2 separate regions of the Gossypium hirsutum genome follow, and region 2 is linked to region 1. The links are chromatin contacts, called in public Hi-C maps. All regions are on one chromosome and are shown on one strand. The core of a region is the stretch at or near the end of the contact, and the rest is flanking DNA. Distances in the headings are between cores, read along the strand shown. Region 1 has its middle 170 kb from the start of LOC121205256. Region 2 holds the start of LOC107946544.

What was found. A called contact is a pair of places that touch in the nucleus more often than the background predicts.
Region 2: a Hi-C map of leaf shows a contact between it and region 1, with 2.4 times the contacts expected there. The contact joins the promoter of LOC107946544 here to the enhancer-like site in region 1. A contact is called at or near these places in 9 of 34 Hi-C or Micro-C datasets (callus, hypocotyl, leaf and 1 more).

What each region holds. Positions count from the first base shown.
Region 1 is chrA08:40,313,647-40,320,742 of Gossypium_hirsutum_v2.1, reverse strand. No RefSeq gene overlaps it. Among protein-coding and RNA genes, the nearest start is that of LOC121205256, 170 kb to the left of the region's middle. Within about 2 kb of position 5,527, at least 5 of the 9 cell types and tissues checked have an H3K27ac peak or open chromatin away from gene starts, as enhancers often do. A contact at or near this core is called in hypocotyl and leaf, where this site is marked.
Region 2 is chrA08:40,782,069-40,789,372 of Gossypium_hirsutum_v2.1, reverse strand. It overlaps LOC107946544, which reads left to right and starts at 2,116. Exons shown (of 9, transcript XM_016880933.2): 1 at 2,116-2,434; 2 at 2,512-2,723; 3 at 3,090-3,271; 4 at 3,364-3,648; 5 at 3,727-3,785; 6 at 3,888-3,924; 7 at 4,042-4,113; 8 at 4,282-4,606; 9 at 4,726-5,333. The coding sequence starts at 2,317. The coding sequence ends at 5,094.

The DNA.
Region 1 (7,096 bases), core at 4,278-6,777:
AGCTGAGCTGCCAGTAAATTAGGCTCGAGGCCTTTCAGTGCACTTCCTTCAGATAATATAACCCCTAACCCAATGTAATGCAATATATAAACATGTCATGCCAAATCATGGTATTATACATGCATTCAGTACAGTTTTAGTAGCATGCTTCATATACAATCATACAGATGTTTATATCATATAAGGATAAAACAGTCATTTCAGTCAATCAGGGGTTTAAGTACACTTACCGACCCTACAGTAGGTTTACAGTCGTCTCGGGCGACTCGTGCAACCTTAGCAGTTTAACAGTGAAAATGGACCCACAAGCCCATGTTGTTTGCCTGTGTGGCCCACACGACCCTAAATGGCCATGGCCGTGTGGATCACGCGGCCTAGCCCCAAAATTCCCACACGTCCATATGGTTCACCCGTGTGGGCCACACGGGCCAAATCGGTCTAGCTCGTGTATTGTACATGGCCAGCCTCGTCGATCACACACCCGTGTTCGATCACACAGCATACCACACGGGCGGCCACACGCCCATGTGGTTCGACAGCCTCACTTTTCGGCTTTTTACCAATTTCAATTTTCAGCGTTGTGGTTACACACCTAAAACGTCTTTGATGTTAACTTTACCATGATCACTCTAGCACCCTGAATTGTCAAACTAGAGTTTAGATAGAATTAATCATGACAAAAAAGTGGCCCTGAATTCTACAACACCAATGATCATTCTGAGGCTCACTTACCCTCACACTTCAACGATCCAACTACAAACCAATGCTATAACAACCTCGGTCCACCCAATTCCTTGCTATCAAAATAGAAAGTGACCCTCCAATCAGTCACTTTAATCAATATTTAATTAAATTTGGTGAGGTATATTAACTATAAACATAAAAGAAGAAAATCCCTTACCTTCGGTCAATCAACAGAGATCCTAAACACTTAGACCGTTGCAAACCGATCACTAGTTCCTCGGTTAGTGGCTGTATTTCAGCCAACCTCCTATTAACAACTATTCGAAAGAACAGTTTGAACCAAATCGAAAATCAGACTTACTGAAAGCGTAAAATAAAAAAATCATAAGGGCCATAAAATTGACAAAGAGCAATAAAGAAAATGCCGGCACAGTGAAGGTAGGAGAAGGAGAGGAAAATGGTAGAAATGGAGGGGAAGGTTTGCCTTAAAAAAGGACAAAATCGACAGGGAGAAGTGATAAACAAGAACCCGAATATCAATAATAGGTACCACGAACTAAGAACAGTCGACAAAACAATAGAGAGAAACTAATGCCAAAGTCGAAATATGGGTAGAAGACGTTTATGTTTCGGCTAGGGAAACAAATGAGGAGATGTTTAGGTCTTTCAATAAGGGGAAGTAAGCAAAACAAAAAATGAAATGACGGAGAAGCAGAAAAACCAAAAGAAGAATTCGACACAATGGGGCAAAAAATGAGCTATTGGCTAATTTTTTTTTTTTTAAAAAAAGGAACTCCAATTAGGCATAACCTCTAAACACTCCCCTCAAACGTCTCCTCAAAATTCTCCAACCACTCCATTATCCAAATCCCAACATTTTCTCCTAAAATCACTCCAACATACTCCCCTCAACCACCAAATTCAAACCCCACTCATACTCTACAGTATTTCGGTCAAACTCTACTACCCATACGGCATAGGCAGTAAAAAAAATCTCTTGCACAAGCAATAATTTGAACTCCAGACCTCCTGCTCTTATGCTCCCCAGTTAACCACCAGACCAATAGGCCCATTCTGACATATTTTATCAACATTTATTTATAAGCCTACTGGCTAAAGATAGGGGTTTATTCATTTAAAAACAAAATTTTTGCCCAAGCTAAGGCTTGAACCTAAGACTTCCCAGACACTCCCAGAACACATAACCACTAAAGCAGCCAGATATTTATGTCACAATTACACAAAAACGATTACACAATTTTGAGGCGTTACAATTGCCACATAAAACTTATCCTTGTCCTCCTTTTCACAATTGACAACTTTTAAGAAAATAGCTCCACCTTCAGAAATAGCCATAAAGTTAATCAATGGTCACCTTTGTGCATCCGTCCATCCATAACATATAAGACTAATACGTTTTTCCCTCTACATTCCCTTTATAGGTTGTAACAACCTCTCTATGTTTGCTCGTTCTTTTTGCAACAATGTAGTCCTTAAAGCATTATACCTCAGAGATATGTAACTCGAATCGAATTCTTACTAGCTAAGGTGAATGCATTCACATAATGAGGGTTCCTAGCTAGATGAAAAGGCAATCCACCTGAATAAAACATTCGAGCAATTTCATTATCTAAATTCTCTCTAGCAACAAGGTTTAACGATTGTTCTAAAGGGCATTTTCTTCTTTTAAAACCTAAATTATGCCTTTGAAGTGAGGTTGTGTTGGCCCAAAGGAAGATGCTAGTGTTTGAGAACTAGGGGGCAATTGGACTATTTTTGGTTGCAACTTGAGTTTCGCATCTTCAACTATTTTTTGCATTTCAGCAAGATGTTGTAGTGCTACTTTAGGACACACTAGAATTCCTTGTCCATTTAGTTTCAATAAATGTGCTTTAACCCTAGAGTATGACCCCTTAAATGTAGCACTGCAAAAATTACACACAAAACTAACATTCCTGCCTTCTTCAACAATTTTTGGTAATTTAGTAACATATCTCCAAAGAGGAGTGTTACCAATATCATCTTGAGACACACTAGCATTGATAACATTATTTGATGAGCCAACACTTCCATTACCACTTTGAGATGCCATAATTAAAAACCTAAAGTATTAACAAAAGAATCAATGTATAATTCAAGAGTGATCATTATAATCAATTATTTAACATACAAATATACAAAAAATAAATAATAAATAAAAAGTAACTAAAAAAATAAAATAATGTAACCCATTCAAACTTATCCCAAAAAAATGTAACCCATTCAAAGTATAAACAAAATAAAATATTAAACTTACTTTTAATTGCATCAAACTTCCATGTTCGTTGAAAGTAGGAAAATGAAAATAATAGTGATGAATGTTTAAAATATTTTTTGAAATGTGAACAATGAAAACGCTAGAAGCAACAAAGCAAGTAGAAAGCCCAAAAGCTTCTCAAATAAGCTAATTTTTTTTAGTTTTTATTTTACTATTTTAATTGACTATTTAATATTTTAACTTTTAAGTCTTTCCGACGTTTACATAGGCTGATAGTAAAACTCAACGTTTAATTAATAGACTGATAGTAAAACTCAACGTTTCATTAATAGGAAATCCTAAATTTCACATTTGTTCTTTACATCATCTTCTTCTCGCCGCTAACTCTTCATCTGCTACTTTTGAAAGCCAAAATTTTAACCACCGTCTGTCAACCACCATCAACTGTTTCTGCGTTTGTCACATGTCCGCTTTTAGACACCTGTGTTTCTCTTTTTTTTCCTTTTACATATTCCGACATGTCCTGTATGTATCTGGACATGTTCGATGAGTGTCTATGTCGAACACATGTACGACACTGGTATGAAGAGGGATGAGTCGTGTCCATGCTTCTAAGACTACCATTATCCCATTATCCATTAACTTTCATACCCATAACCAACCAAAATACAAATCTAAGTCCCGCATATCATCTTAGTGCTTCACTTCTTTATCCAAACACAAAACATACAACAAACCAAACTAACAATCCATATAATCCATTCTTTCCTTCTTTCCCTATCTAATGTCTTGATTTTCCTTAACAAACCAACTATAACAACTCTTGAGGGCAGACTCATCGGAGAATCAAACCAGCTGAAGAAACAACATCTCCGAACACCATAATTTTTGCACCCAAAGAACCTTATATCCGAATTATCATTAAACCACGAAGTCCTTAATGCTCCTGGAAATCCACAATAATAGGCAGGGATGACATTAGCTTCCTCCATTCTTTCCCTTTTTCTTTGGTCTATAGGCTTTACGATAGTAAGAAAGCCCCCTTCCCCCCCCCCCAAAAAAAAAAATTGTAGTAACGAGCAAGATATTTGTTTGGGGTTCAAACACTTTTTGTCCTTAAATAACCTTAATATAATAAGAAAATCATAAACAGAAATTTCAAGTTATTAATGTTCTTTAATTGCATGGAATTTATGTGGATGCTATTTGATGTGGAGTACAGTCAATTTTCCGTTAAGGAGAAAATGAAGTAGTGATAATTTTGAGCAAATTCATTAACCACGATTATTAAGATAATAAATAAATTTAAAGTGATCTAAATAAAAATAATTCTATTTTAGAGTGATGAACGAAGTAGTTTACTTTATTTTTAAATAATTAGTAGCAATAAGTAGATTTTTTTATTAATAATATAAAATATATCAAAATATTATGTTTTCTTAATTATTCATCAAAAAGTAGTAAATGGAACTATGTTTCTTCATTCTGACACTGAATAAGTGATTATCATTTGTGGAGGGGATTTGCACTTTTTTTTTTTTTTTGCTAACAGGTAATTTTGTCTCATTAAGATAGTAAAATAATCCTTGAGCACGTAGCAAGGTCGTGTCCCTCCTGCCCCTTCCTCGACCCATGATCAATGTGACAGGAAACTAAAAAACTGAGTTGAGATACCCTTTAAAGTTGGCGATTCAGTCAGATTCTAGAAATATTACTTCTTTCATTACATTTTGGTAAAAAACTGCAAAATCTACTACTTTGATAACTTTTTTGTTTTTGTATTATTTTAAGAAAGCAATAATTAAGAAAAGAAAAAAAAAAGGAAAATGATGAATAACATTACAAAATCAGTATTGTTTGAGTTAGTTTAGATTGATTGGTCGGATAGATTAAATCAAGATATCAATTTAGAGAGTAGTTTTAAATCAGTTACATCAAGAATTAGGGCCGTAGCTAAGGGTTGCAAGGCCCCGCCCTCTTAAAATAGAAAAATTTTCATTTAGATCCTTTAAAATTTATAAAAATTTAAATTAATAAAGTAAATTTATATTTTGACCCCCTAAAATTATAAAGATATAAATATTAAAATGATTAAATTATATTTTTATTATTATAAAAATATACAATTTAATTTTGCTCCTCCTAAATTTTTTTTATAATTTTGCCCTTGTTGAGAATTCATACAAACTAATTAAAAAATCAATTAAATAAATTAAAAATTAATTGAATCAACTCTTGAATCGAATTTTTAATTTTTAATAATTTTTTAATTAAATCGATTAAATTAACAAAATCAGAATTCTACCTCCACTAATTTAAAAAACAATGTAAAGAATGGAAAAAAAAAGGAAACCGCCTTGGTTTTCTCTTATTTTGGTGGCACCCAGATTACACGAGATGGGTGGACACAGGTCCAGAAAACTGCTTTAATTTTGAAATCGCGAAAGGGGAAAGGAGGGGCAACCCACATCCCCACTTGAATCCACAAAACTGTAAAGATAAATTGTTTTATAGCTGTGAGAAGCATATGGGACCTGTATTAGTTATCATATCAACTTTTACATCCCTGGGATATCATTATCTTATTACCTGTCAGATTCTCACCCAAAGTCGAAAAGAGATCAAATTTCCCTGTGATGTAAACGGTGGGAAATCTAGTCATCATATCATCATCAGATATCCTAGTTATATCTTGACTCAATAAATGGTGCTTTTGTTTTATACAAATGTAAATCAGATATGCTAACATTTGTAACTGTAGTTTCATAGTTCCAAGGTGGGCTCTCTCATGTCAGTGAAAAACTTTGATGCACTTTCCTTATTTGCCATTATTATTTAGAAGGTCATGACAAATGACATGCCCCATGTCCATGAACCAACCACGTGGGATGTTTGATGATAATTGTTTGGTCCTTTTTCTTTCTCGATAGGATAAGGATGGATTAATGCAAGTTTTTCTCTTTTGTTTGCTATATAGGTCCTAGTTCTATGTTCTTACAAAACAAAAAAATGTGTAGACTATGAGTTGGCAAGGAATTCAACTATATATTGTCTCTTTGTGGAGAAATTGGATTTTTAAGATATCTATCTATTTATCTATAGTATTTTCTTTAATATTAATAATCTTCTTATCCTATATAATGCGTTAATTATTAGATGAAGTGGAGTTGGTCAGCTCAGATGATGTTGAAACCTGCAAAATGATTTTTCTTTTTAATTGCACTATGAAAAAATAAATGTAGAATTTGTATTTGTTGAAGTTGGAAATAAATTTATGGAATATCATTTCATTGAGTAGTTGTATTTGGTTATAATTGCAAAACGAAGAAGATGATATTGCATTAATTGCTTGTCTTGTTATGCTTCTCTTAGTTTGTATATTTCTTATTGGGATTGCAATTTGATCTTCGGCGGCTAAGCTGATTGCGTATATTAGAATTTTGAGTGTTTGAGCAAAGATCAACTCGCCTTCTCATGAATTATATTTGGTACAATAATTGTTGTACTGTTGTTTATCCTTAATTAACATTTAAAATATAGCCAATTAATCGCTTTTTCAGTTCATATTTTGTTCAGCTCTTTTGGGTCCTAACTCTTAAATTTGCAATGTCTTCTGGGGATACAAAACCAAATCATTTTTATAGTTTATGTCACTTACCCAAAAGAATTATGTAAAAACAATCAAATTTTAGTTTAAAGCTTTGGGATTTGGTGTCTTAAATCTTTTTTTAGATTTATTATGAATTTAAAAATTATATTTTAATAAAATTGAAAAAAATCAAAGTTTAGATAATTAAATTAGTGGTTGAACTGATCAGTCCTACTAATTCAACTGGTACGTCCATTTGATTAAATAAATCATTAAAAATTATCAAAATAAATAAATAAAAATTAGTTCAAATGTTCCGTACCAATTTTCAAGTTAATCAATCTTATGCCTTTTCCTAAGCCAGTATTTCAATCGGTTCTCAATCCAACCAGCCTCACTGGCAAGTCCAATTTGATTTAAACAACCATGAAAAACACTTCATAGTAATATTTGTTATTTTTTTAAAAGATTGATTTGTAGACTTTTTTCTAATTAGTTGAGTCCGATTAACTTGTAACACTAACTTAAGACTTAATAATAATATAGTTAGATGTCAATTGAGTTTT
Region 2 (7,304 bases), core at 867-3,366, 470 kb before region 1:
AATTAAAAATAATAAAAATAAAATTAACAAAAGATATAAACATTAAAAATTAAATTTATCATATTAAAGCAATATTCCTTTTATGAAATAAATATAATGGCCTCGATTAAAGTAATATTCTTTATTTTCTTTTTTTTTAAAAAATCTATGATTAATAATCAAATTTAATTAATTGTTATGACCAGCATTAAAATAATAAATATTCGTTTGAGACAGCTAAACACGCTTCGTTTAAAAGCCATGTGCCCCAAAAATCTATGGTGGTCCATATGGAGAATGGAATAATTTATAATAATATAATATAATATAACTTATATTTGACTTGATGAGAATATCATTTATTTTTTTATCATACTATTAAATTTATATTTAAAAATATCCATAATTTAATTTAAAATTATTAATTATAATTCTATTTAAAAGTAAATTATGATAAATTTATTAAATTTAAAAACGAGTTATAACTTAAATAAAAATTTAAACATATTTATTATCAATAAGATAAAAATAATTAATAATAATGGTTAAAATATTATTTTAAAATTCAAAATTATTTCTAATTTTTTATAAGTAAACTTTTTTTATTTCCATATTTATTAACATAATAAAATAAAGTTATAACTTAAATAAGAGTTTAAATATATAATAGACAAATTGATTTTGCCTTTATAATTATTAATTATTTAGTTTTAGAGTTATATATATATATTTTTGAATTTGAATTTGAATTTGCATCCATAAATAACATCCATTACTAGCACCAATATCTCAAAATTAAATATTCGAACAACAATGACACTGAAGAGCATGAGATAGATATGTAAGATAACTTTAATTAACTTTTTTTATAAATTATTTATTATGTGCGAAACAAGTACTTTTTTATATTTTCTTTTTATTTTAAAAAATGTAAAAAGGATTTACCATATAAGATCTCAATAAACTTTTTAATGTTTATTAGTTTAATGTAAATATATTTCATCTCTAATCAAATTAATGTAAATATCTTTTGTACTTATGATCAATAATTATTATAATAAATGTATGTTGTTTTATTTTTTAAATTTTAATTTAATATTACTAATATATTATTTCCAATTTTTTTATTTATAAAAATATTTATTTTAAATATTAATTTATATATTATGTATTCTTTATTTTTAATTTATAAAAAATCATATAGGATTGAGAACGAGTAAAATAGAAATGGCAAAGGTTTTGGTATCTCTGTGGCCTTTTCTTGTTTGTTGGTTTTGGCTTTTGTACAAAAATAAGAATCTCTTAATAATATTTTAACGGGCATGAGGTGGAGTCTCTTAAGCATAATATATAATGGAGTACACCCTGTGGTGGTTTAAATCAAGGTTTAACAAATTTAATCAGCACATGCTTTTCTTTTGCTACAAATATGTTTTAAAGAAATAAACAACTAATTAGGTAAAATAATGACTAATCCTTTGGTTATAAAGAGGTAAACAAGTAAATATTTGTTGGTGATGTGTAATGTTATAATGGGTAGGGCATTGATGGGTAGTTAGGTTGGGTAAATTTTAATAAATTTGAAAAATGTCACAAGATTATTGCAAAAAAGTCAAAAACTTAAAATGCCTTTTTATTAACTTTGATTGTGCAGAGTCTATTTTTCAAAAAGAGAAACATTCTCTGTTCATTCAATAAAAGGTTTTACATTCTTTATTTTGTTAAAAGGGCAAAGGAGTGATATTAAAGAAATTTACCAACATAGGAATTAGAAGGTATGGTAGCGAGATGACCCATAAATTATTTTTATTATTATTATTCATCAAAATAAAACTTAAGTAAGTAATTCCCTTAACTAAATCATCCCAACAAATATTTTGAAAGCACAAATATATTAATTATTTTGGAGTAAAATAGGATAACTTGCTCAAGAATAAAAATAATGCCCAAAAGCAAAGCAAAACAACTGACTCAGCAAAAAGCATCCTTTAATTAACTTATAATAAAAGGAAAATTAATATGAAAAAGCAACTTCAGGCTTCACAGCTTCACCTTCAAGTTTAATTAGAAGGGTATTTCGGTAAAAATAAAAAGATACAGACAATATATAAAGGGACCTACCAAGTTATATAAAACATAAATAAATCATATTTTTTTCCCTCACCGTAAGGTTAGCTTCTTCATGTAATAGATTGCATCAACCTCTTAATATTGCAATTAACTCTCTTTTATCTTCCCCCCCTCTCTCTCTCTCTCTCATAAACATTCAAAAACATTCTTAAGAATATTGAACCCCCAAAGAAACACAGAAAGGAAAAATAAAAATAAAAATACATAATGTTATGTTTCAGATCAAACCCTTATGCATTGTTTTTTCTTTTATTTTTTTCTTTGTTTCTTTTTGGACGTGAAATAGGTTCTCAAGCTTTAAATGTCCAGACTTTGAATATTTCAGGTACTGATTTTTATTATTTCAATGAAAGTTTTGGTTTTTATTTCTGGGTTTTTTTTATTGAAATCATTTTTTTATAGGGTATTGTAAAAGTTTTGTGTTTGGGGAGAGAGAGCAGAGTGAAGTGTTAGCATGGAGGAAGATAGAAAGGAGGAACCTTGTAGAGGGAAGTGAAGGAGACAACAACTCGTCTTTGATTTTGGCTGAAAAAAGGACTTACAGGAGAGACCCTCTTAATGATTTTCACAAGTACACTGGTGGCTGGAATATCAGCAATGAACACTACTGGGCTGTCAGTTTCTTCCCTTGTTCACTTTTTTTTGATAAATTGATGCATGCAGCCTGGAATCATGAATTTTATATGTTGTTGGCTGGTTTGATTGTGTTTGGTGTATGTAGTCCTTTAATTTCCACAGTTTTATTTGATATTCGTATGATTTTTCCTAGAAATTTCATACCTTTATGTGTTTGTGATTGGTTTTGATGCTTATTAAGAACACTTTATTCTCCGTAATCCTGTTTTTCCCTTAGGTTCTTCCCTGATCATCGATTCGGTTCTGTTTTCTTTTTTCTGTTATGTCAATCTCAATGAATCAAATTATCTTGCCAGTCGCTGGTACTTAGAAAACTTATAAAGTTTTCATGTCTGATAATGCAGTCTGTGGGTTTTACGGCGGCTCCTTTCTTTGTCATTGCTGCAGTCTGGTTTGTGATATTCGCACTATGCTTGTTCATCATATGCATCCGTCATTGCTGCTGTCAACTAAATTCTTATGGCTACTCTCGGACAGCTTATGCGCTATCCCTTATTTTCCTCATACTCTTCACCATTGCTGCAATGTACCGACACTCTTTTCGTGCTAAACTTTTGAGATATGTATGTTTTGAATAACCGTAAAATTGCTCACTCCATATATAACTTCATATTACAGTGCCGGGTGTGTTGTGCTGTACACTGGTCAGGGAAAATTTCATGGCTGTACAACAGACACACTGGATTATGCGGTTAGTAAGGCAGATCTCACTGCTGAAAACCTCAGGAATGTGTCAGATTATCTTTCTGCAGCTAAGAAAATTAGCGTGGATTCAGCTATTTTGCCGTCAGATGTCCAAAAAGGCATTGATGATATCGATAGGAAGATAAACTCTTCGGCTTCAACTCTTTCACATCAAACGGCTGATAATAAAGAGAAAATTCAACATGGCTTAGACAGAATGTAAGTTGAAGCTTTTAGGATGAAATTAGAATAATCTCAGAGCTGATCATGGAACTCATCTCATGCTAAATTCTGCAGGAGATTGGCTCTCATCATTCTTGCTGCTGTGATGCTCTTTTTGGCATTTCTCGGATTCTGTAAGTTATATTATTTTTCTGATCATTGCTCCATGATTCTTAGTAATTAGATTATCTCAATATCATCTAACTTTATACTTTTATTTTGGTAACTGGCTGCAGTATTCTCCATTCTTGGATTGCAGTGCCTGGTTTACACGTAAGTGGAGTATAATTAATGTATTTGCCGCTGTAATTAATGGTATAACTCGGGAAGGTCCATATGTTACTAAACCGAACTTCCTTTATCAATCACTTTTATGATTAATGAATGCAGGCTAGTCATCCTTGGCTGGATTCTTGTTACTGGTACATTTATTTTATGCGGAGTATTTCACCTCCTTCACAAGTATGTTCTGCTCAATTTCTCTTGTTCCATGCTTGTTTATTGTTCAAATCTGTTTTTCAACTTTCGGCCATATAATGGTTTACAAACATGTTATTGATGATAAACTTAAGATGATATGAGCTCGAGACTGTTATTACACTTGGCTTAAAATTGTATCCTGTGATTCAGTGTTGCTGGAGATGCATGTGTTGCCATGGATCAATGGGTCCAGAATCCCACTGCTCATACCGCATTGGATGACATTCTTCCCTGTGTGGACAATGCAACAGCCCAAGAGACCTTGTCACGATCCAAGAATGTCACTCATCAACTTGTAAATGTCGTGAATGGTGTCATCAATAATGTTTTCAACCGAAATTTCCCGCCAGCATTAGCACCATTATATTTTAATCAATCTGGTCCATTGGTGCCGGTTCTCTGCAATCCATTTCATTCGAATCTCACAAACAGAGACTGTGCATTTGGTGAAGTTACTTTGCATAATGCCACAGAGGTAATAAGGATAGCTTTTCTAAATATATTAAGTTTTAATTTCTTGGCCATACATACGTAACATGCACCCTATGAACAGAACACACAATTAGTTAATAACTTGATATCTGTTTCAAACAGGTTTGGAAGAAGTATATATGTGATGTTTCGGGCTCTGGGATTTGTTCTACACCTGGGCGTTTGACCCCTCAATTTTACACTCAGATGTCGGCAGCAGTGAATGTGAGTTATGGTTTGTATCGCTATGGTCCGTTCTTGGTTAACTTGCAAGACTGCACATTTGTACGGGATGCGTTCACAGATATCAGTCATGATTATTGTCCCGATCTGCGGCGTTATAGTCAATGGATCTACATCGGATTAGTAATTGTATCGGCTGCTGTGATGCTGTCATTGATCTTCTGGGTAATCTATGCAAGAGAGAGAAGGCACCGTGTGTACACTAAGCAGTATGATGGTAGATCCGAAGGCCAATACAAAGGTCGATAGGTTGTTAAATTTGGTCATATATACATTCCAAAATTTTGTACAATATGTTTTCTATCTGTAGGCTAATTAATTAGTATTTGAAAGCCTCTGCTTGAAGGGGTGACTTCGTTCGATACATATATCTCTCATGGTTGTGCCCTTAGCTGTTTGGTTTCATCTTTTTGTTGGTTACTGTAAAATTGCATGGGGGGTTTTATATATAATCAATGCAAAAGATGTTTTTATCCTTTGCTAAGTAATCTAAATCTATCTTAGAAAGGATTAATTTTCATCGAACTTAAAATCGATATGGCACTTTCATCAAAAAAAAAAAAATCGATATGGCACATTGTTATACTATTCATTAATTACTCTATAAATCTGAAGATTCCTTCAAATATGTAGGTGGGAATTTATCAGCTTGGCATGAGCAAATAAGCTAAAATGTCAAATGCATTGGATGATTGTAGAATTTATCGGGTTTCAAACCAATTTTAAGATTAAATTGTTATAAAATAAATTTATAAAGAGCAAAGAGTGCGTATTTTATTGACATAAGAAGTATAAATGAAATGAATGTTCGAATTTGAAGTATATCAAAATTTATCTAAATTTTGATAGACATTTACTTAATAATAAAATATTAATAATATCCCTCTTAAATGTCAATTGATAGGTAATATGTCTCATTAAAACTTATTAAGCTAAAAACCCTATGGAAAAAAATTCCTAGTGAAGGAAAAAGAATATGCATATCTATAATACGCATAACACGTTTCCTCAGTAAAAACCTTACCAAGAAAACCCGATTGGATAAAACCTCGATTAAGGAAAAAAAGTACAATGCGTATTTGTTCCCCTTAATAAAAATATCACATAATATCTCATCTTCTATGTATTCAATATTGAATACTAGCTTTTCAAATGATCATTTCAACGTATTTGCTAAGCATTTATATCATAATTCTTTTGAAAGTCATGAGTGAGGGAAAATTTTGGGGAAATATATTTTGATCTCTTTAGGAGTTTCAACAATAATATTGCATGCAAAACTATTATCGACTACTTTTATTATTGGTTCTACATTTTCTCTAATTGACATAACTTATCGAGTTTTCTTTATTTTCACTATTTTAATCTTCAGTTTTAGGTACCTGAATCTTTCTAGAGTTTTAGTTATGCCTTGGGTCTCTTTTGGAGCACCTGCCTCCACTATATGACCATCTAGAAGAATTTTCATTTTTGGAACCGAGAAAATCTATCATTTATTCTAACTGGTTGTCCTACTGGGACTTTGATTCAAATTAAAATATTAGGTGATATATAACACTTGGTTATTCTCATTAAATTTGTGAATACATTTAACAGTTAACTTGTAATAAAGTGAGTTATCATTTTTAAACTTCTTGTTCAAATTACTTTCTATAAGGATCTAGATAATGATAACTCATTACAAGCAATGATTTCATTCAATTATTATTTCGCTCCCCCTAATATTGAGAAAACTATCAAATCAAAATAGTAATCACAAATCATGTCATAATTGAATCTCCTAAATATTCAAAACATCTAATAATACAAGGAGACTCGTAATTAATATATATTTCTAATTTTCTTTGAGGACCCATTCATCTTTGTACGTTGTGGTGGAGCAATTGGAACATACACACACATAGGGAAATATTTAGCTCTTAACCAAAAACCAATTGTAATGGGGAATATTTATAACTTATTGGCTTGATACATATAACATGTAAATCAACATAATCTCATGTTGAAATAGGAAGTTTAGTTCTCATAAGTAATGGTTTAGATATTAATCAGATGCGTTCAATAAATAATTCATCTAAACCATTATGCACATAAATAACAAGCTTTTATAAAAGCTTTAGCAATATGGATTGTCTTAATTGCATAATTGAAATTAATTATTTAAACAAGCAATCTTGCAAACTTTAGGTTGTAAGTAGCTAACACATATGTGATTATTTTGTAGATGCATCTATCAAAATCATATAATATCAAAATCATCCACATGGTGAATGAATGGGTCTATATTCATTTAAAAAATGCAAGACACTAAATCTCAACTTTAGCTAGTGAGTTTCTAATAATTAATTTTCATTGAGAACAATCAACAAATGAGAATTCTTTAAATTAAAGAATCTTCCAGTTTTTTAATGAATGTCCATATGAATTCTCAATTAATTTTCACATCATATATGATCCAG